Linked DNA regions of Oryzias latipes: region 1 is linked to region 2. A link is a contact called in public Hi-C data. All regions are on one chromosome and are shown on one strand. Each heading gives the region's core, a stretch centred on a gene start, on an enhancer-like site or on the middle of the called end of the contact. The rest is flanking DNA. Distances are from core to core; before and after follow the strand shown.

The links. A called contact is a pair of places that touch in the nucleus more often than the background predicts.
Region 1: a Hi-C map of gastrula embryo shows a contact between it and region 2, with 1.5 times the contacts expected there. The contact joins the enhancer-like site here to the promoter of ndnf in region 2.

The regions. Positions count from the first base shown.
Region 1 is chr4:28,546,742-28,550,121 of ASM223467v1, reverse strand. No RefSeq gene overlaps it. Among protein-coding and RNA genes, the nearest start is that of LOC110015034, 16 kb to the right of the region's middle. Within about 2 kb of position 1,846, at least 1 of the 8 cell types and tissues checked has an H3K27ac peak or open chromatin away from gene starts, as enhancers often do. A contact at or near this core is called in gastrula embryo, where this site is marked.
Region 2 is chr4:28,411,756-28,415,018 of ASM223467v1, reverse strand. ndnf (protein NDNF) reads right to left here and starts at 1,295. Exons shown (of 4, transcript XM_004068325.4): 1 at 783-1,295.

The sequences.
Region 1 (3,380 bases), core at 597-3,096, 130 kb before region 2:
ATAAAAATAATTTAAGAACGCATAGACTGGGATCCATCTGAACAGGTGGTACAGTCCACCTTCAAATGAACTTAGTATGGTTTGCTTATTGTTTAAGACGTATTGGTATTGAATCCCAATGCCAAACAGCATTAGCCTTGTTGGGTCTAACATGCTACCGTAGCCAGGTGCTGAGCTCTTGATAGCTTTGGAAGATATGCTAAAACACATAAGCTGAGGACACACCCAGAAAAATTTGCCTCCTTGATAATTAGGCAGACACATTCCACAGGTCCTAACAAAACCCCAAAAAGCTATGGAATTTCCCTGCTAAATAAAAAAATGAAAAGACGATTAGGAGCTACTGAAAAGTGTCGTGAAAGTGTGAAAAAACATGGTCAAACTCAAGTAATGGTGCGAGATGTACAAAGGGAGATTGGAAGTTCAGGAAGTTCTGGTACAGAGACAAATGCCTAATGTTTGACATGAGTTAATCAAAACAAGCCCGCTATTAACCCTGTGGACACAGAGGAAACTAACTGTCCAGCAAATACTTGTCACGTTACTATGGTGAGACCAGATAGACAATTCAAAAATGAAGGGTAAAAGATTATCTTTTTTCAAGAAATAAAGATAATCATGCACTATAGAGGCGTAGATCTTCTTGCGTTTCAACATACCTGCAATGTTTTAATTGGCTGGATCCACCTGAATGCTATGTGTAAAACGTCACCTGCACTACACCAGGCATTTCTCTCTGAGTCACACTGGTTGAAGTTTTGGCTAAAGATGTCCCGGATCCATTTTCGGTCAGTGAATCGGATCGTTCAAAATGAATCAAATCAGCAAAGATATGAATCATTATTAAATTGCCGATAAATGCAGTTGCGAATAAATGTTGACTGTAAATAAAAATGTAGACTGGACATTGTGGAAAGAACATTTGCATTGATTATTGCACTAAAGAACTTGATAAATGCAGGAAAAGCACCTCCTTCTTTCTCGTTTTCTTCTTCTTCTCCATTAATGTTAACTTTTACATCTTCATTCTATTTAGCTTTCTTCCTCTTGAACAATCTTCCCTGCATTGTTCTTTTTTCAGTGACCTTTTCTAATATAAATTATTTTCTTAGCTGTATGTTTTATTTTTACCATTGCATTAGGTTTTATCTTGAACTATAATTCAGAACAGTGTTCACTAAACTGGAGGAATCATTTATCGTTGTATTTGTCCCGTTGCAAACTAAACAACCTCCAGCTTGCACATAAATGTGCCTCCTTGAATGAATTGAGTGTTTCTGCAGGACAAGTCAAACATACCCTGCAAGTTGCACATGCGCAATGTGTTTGTTTAGGCAATTGAGAGAATTTACAGATAACATGAGAGGATAGAGGGGCGTAAATCACATTTTGCAGCTATGATAAGATGCTAAAAACCATTGAGACACTAAAATAATGAGATAAAGTGCAGCAGTTCACAGTTTTAGCGAAAGTTTAGGGAAAGGCACGCTGCTTTTGAATAAATGTTGTAGCAGCAAAGAGCCGCCACACAGCTGATCTTTCAGCCAGTATGGCGTACCTCCGCCAGACCTTATGCCGGTACGCAGTACTAGACTGTACCAGCTTACGTTCAGCCCTGGATGTATGTAAAAAACTGAAAAGTAGCAGGTGACGGTTCTCATTTATCCAGGTGATGTTGTCTTGAAGTTAAGTCATGGCAGCTGGACTTAAAATCTTCTCTTGAAATACTTCATCACTCGCCCAAGTGGCTACATCACTCTGAGTGATGGTGGGTTCAAGGCCCATATATCCTCCAGGTGCGTACCCACATTCATGCATATGAATGTCTCATTAATGGAGACAAAGAAGAGAATCCACTGTAAATAGCCTCTTCTCTGTAACAGTAATCACCACTGGCCCCGTCACAAGACTGTAGGGTGTGGTTGTGCTGGAGTTTTGGTCTTCTTTAGAACTAATGAAAGGGCAGCATGGTAAACCGGAGACAAACTGTGTCTGCGGCCTTCCCCTCTGTTGAGAGAAGGTTATTAATATGTATTGCTTCTCTGACCCTAGTAGAATGTTGTGTGTTTCTCCTTTTGTAGTCGACAGAGACATAACAGCTGACGTTTGACTTGTCACTTCCACCATCTTTTCCCAGAGCAGTTTCACAAAATTGGAAGCTAATTTCAATTCTGTGAAACTGCTCTGTTCACTGAAAATGGCAATAAACACTCTTTGAATCCTTGAATCCTGATGCCTCTTTAAATGAACATGTAAACCAAAACTGGAAGTCCAGTATCACTTCATGAGGAGCAGCAGCAGCTCAGACATTTTTTTACACATTAGAATCACTAAACCTTGGTGTTATCTGGTTTCCCTACTGATCCCTCAGTGTGCGGGTAACAGACGATTATCACCTTTCTAATTCTGCTTTATTACACAGAAATATATTCCCTATCTCTCTGTGGAGAGCCAGGACTGATAATTGCACAGAAATGGGCCATCACAGGGGCAATATTCATCTAGCTTCAGCAGATCCTGTCAGCAGAACATGCAGGAACACAGAAACACCAAACCAAGACCTGAGCTCAGCATTACACTTTCACATCACACACAAACAACACCCTGACAGTGCAGAACAAAAACAAAACATTTCTTGTTTAAAGGTTGTCCTATTCTCACTTAAGGAATCTGTATGACAACTTGTTCAGTTCTGTTTATAATGAAGTCCTGATTCCCAAACCGAGGTTGTTCTGGCATGTCGCGCAAAAAGAAAACATTGGTTCTCATTTTTAAAAACAACTGGCTCAACACAACAATTTGATTGATGGCAAAAAGAGTGCAAGCATAAATAGATTAGATTAGGTTAGATTTAACCTTATTGTCACTGCACATGTGAGTACAAAGCACTAAATACAGTTTGCATCCAACCAAAAGAGCAAATAATTAGTTTATAACAATTGAATACCTTGAAAGTACTGTGTTAACCCAGGAGATGGGCGAAATCTCTAGGATTACAGATGTTTTAAGGCTGCAAAACTCCTCACTACACACTTCATACACTTTTCTCAGATAGACATAAACATTTATGTACTTCTCTTTTGTTCAAACCTTCCTAGAAAACACAAGTCTAGTACTATAGAATGAAACCAAAGATTCGCTTACAATCAAGGATTTTTATATATATAACAGCGAAAGGAGAACTGCATTATAGCGAGCAAACACTGTATGACAATCTGTAAACAATACGCCTAAGCAAGACACTACGACTATTCATTGGAAGGTAAATAGGATCAGTGCAAATGGGCACCTTAATATAGTTGTGCAATAAAGAAGATAAGACGGTGTTATTTACTAAGACATAAAATATATACAGTATATATGTAAACAGTATACAGAGA
Region 2 (3,263 bases), core at 46-2,545:
AGACTTTTTTTTTCCTGTTGTTGTTGTTGTTGTTCATGATTCATTCTCCTGAGAAAACAGAGGGGAGACTGTGCGCTTATAGCTGCTAAATTCTAATTATTGAGAGGCCCTCAGAATATAAGAAATGGTAAGAAAAAAAGCATCAGATTTAAAAAAAAAACAATCGTAAAATATATTTGAGCTTTTATTTAAAAGTAGATCCGCGTGACGCGCTTCACGCCGGTCAGACCCGGTTTACGCAGGTGCGTAAAAGCATTAAAAATAGACAAGGTGGCTGTCAATAAAAAGAGCCGAGACTGGGCAAAACTTTGACTTTGCAGATAAAGTTTAAACCTCCCGGGAAAACAGCAAAACGCGAGGGCAGATGAGATGAATCGCTCTTCGCTGGGTGCGTGTCGCGCTCCTGGGTGCGTGGGAATAGTCCGTCGGTCGGGAGGCAGAGAAACAGAGCTTTTCTAAAGTTGATCGTGTCATCGGCTCAGCAAGAACTGGAGACGGCATGCAAGTTTAGGTTTGATCAAAATATTTAAAAGTTTTTAACTTCCCGAAGTTGTAAACGGCCAAAACGTATCTCCGTTTCTCAAAGCCAACTTTTTAAAATGCAAGAAAGTTCTCTGTCATTTGATCGGAAAATAGTTTTCTTTGAATAACCATTTAATACAATTAAATGTTTTATGAAGTTGCAAGTTAAAAAAAAAGAATTCTCCCCCAAATTAGACGCGTTTCTCTGTGCAGCGCACACATGCAATCCTCTCAGCCAGGCAGAAGATAGACATTCTTACCTCCCGGAATATGGAAGTTCTCTGGCGGATGGTGGCTCTTGATCTCAAAAGTCTTCTTCAAATGACCGTAAAACTCGATCAGTTTGTCTACACAGACATGAAAACTCCCGGCTGTCCTATCCGCTGTGCGCAGTACAGTTCCTCCGGTTCACGCGTGTTGCTGGAGCCGATCAATCGGATAAAAGCGACTGCTCTGATGTTTGCAGTTTTCTTGCGGATTTAACAAGTCTCTAGTGGGCAGGAGAGTGTGTGTGAGAGAGTGCGTGGAGTGTATGAGCTGGTATCCCGAGTGCAAAGAGTGCGTCCCTCCCCTGCCGCTCCGCTGGCAATGAAACCTCCACTGGATTGGAGGCAAACTGGTGCGAACTTCTTCTTCTTCTTGTACTCCAAACCCTCAAGTCACAAAACCAGCCCACAGCTCGAAGAGCAGACAGACCCCAAGGGACCCCACGGACAGTGGAGAAGAGAGCATTAAAACATACACGACTATAGGGCATGGAAACATTGGATGAATGTGAGCCGGCGCGCGGGAGACAAATGAAGACTCGTGCTCTTTACAGAGCGGGATTCCCCCGCAAACTTTTTATATCGTCAATGTTTACCCTGATACTCCTTGAAAATTATTAGTTGGAGCTGCAGTACCCTGCCAGAGTCACGCAAGCCCTGGGGCTAAGGCGCGCAGGCAAGTTATATCAGGGGCCCCGGTGTTTGGGTGTGCGCGCAAAAGACTCTGAACTGGAGCAAACTTTCTTTTTTGATCAGCTGTGGGAATTCCCTGGGATGAATTGCTGGCTGCTCCTGCACTGAAACACAGCGATGCAAATGGGCTATTTATCCGAGATAAGAGTGGTTGACTGTCTAGGAACTGAAGTGCCACAAAGTGCATGTTCCCGAGTTTGGGGAGCAGGTCTGGAGGATGCTGCTGTTTCCTGAAAGAAAAGACTGTGGTTGCATCCGCAGGTTTTCACGCGTGAGCAGCAGCTGGCTGCATTCAGGTCCACGCAGGAGCACAGGGAACGAAAACAGCGTCTTCACACAGTAACAACAAGCAGCGAAGATTATTTTAATAGTAAAGAAACAATCAATAAAATTAAGAAAACAAAATGTTTTCATAGTTTTGATTTTTTTCAAGCAACACCACAAATGCATTGATTATTCATCACAAAATAAGGGATGTTTCAAAGGTTTAATACAACAGCGCCCCCTCGCGTTATCTCAATGAAAACGTTGTGGATTCTTGTTCCTTTGAAATGTGAACTATTTGTTTACATCCTCCTTTTCATAAGTATGTTGATTTTAAGGGATGGTTTACATCCTTCTGTCAACAATAACTATATGAAATAAACTGAAAGTGACAGAAACATGTAGATGATCTACAATGAACCCCTGCATAAACAGAGCATTTCTTGCTGTTTCACAGTGAGTCCAGTTTTCCAGGCACACTCTTTCACACCTTCACAGCTGTGAACTCTACACCACATCCAGCCTGTTTTCATTGGAGCTGATTTTCAGGAGTTGCCTTATGTGCTGATTAAACAGGAACTGTGTTTGTTCTCTTTCTCCTCTGAGAGATTTTTTTAGGAGCCACAAACACAACAAACACCCAAACAGCAGTTCATCAAATGCATGCCACCTCATCCAGTCCTGTGTGGAGGAAGACTCAGCTGTGTTTTTCATTTGGGAAGAAACCAATGAACAGTTGGATGAAAATGGTGCCTTTGAACAGAACGAAACTGTCAATAAAACAGTTGATTTTTTAGTTATGTTAAATTTATGAATCATGTTGAACACTATGGAACACCTTTTTGTTCCATGTACTAAAATCCCCTAAAGTTAACAATACTAAACAATGTAATTGTAGAATTCTTGCCGAATTTTATTGCGTAATGTTTCAGATGAACGGAAAGCTTGTTTTTTAAATAAACTGTTAGCTAAATTTTACTAACCATTTTTAAATATTACCCAAATTGTTATTGTTATTTAAATGTAAAGTAACCCTCTTATTTTTTACTGAAAGTGAATTCATTTAATATTTTCAACATAAATACTTTACATAAATAATGCCACAGCTCTTTTTCATTTCTTTGAGTGCAGACACTATTCAGATGTTTTTGATTTCAGTAAATATGAACTCCTACTGCACCAAATTCAACAAATGACCGCTCTCAGTTTTTTAGAATCTATCAAATCTTGTGGAACTCTGTTGTGGGTAACAATGTGGAACTGTGACTTTGAAAGTTTTTATTTCCATAAAATATACTGTTATCTTCAGGGAAGTTTGTTCACTAACACTTATTATGCACTTTAATGGTTAGTGACTTGAAAATTATGCAATAAATTGGAATGTGCTGTTTGGTCTTTTTTCAAACAGCATTTTTTTCGTCTGCTCCTGATTCACAACGACTTGAAAGTAGAAATACACAGAAATTAAACTGTAAGTGTAATAATCTTATTATTTGTCCTCCTCCATGAGAAAAATGT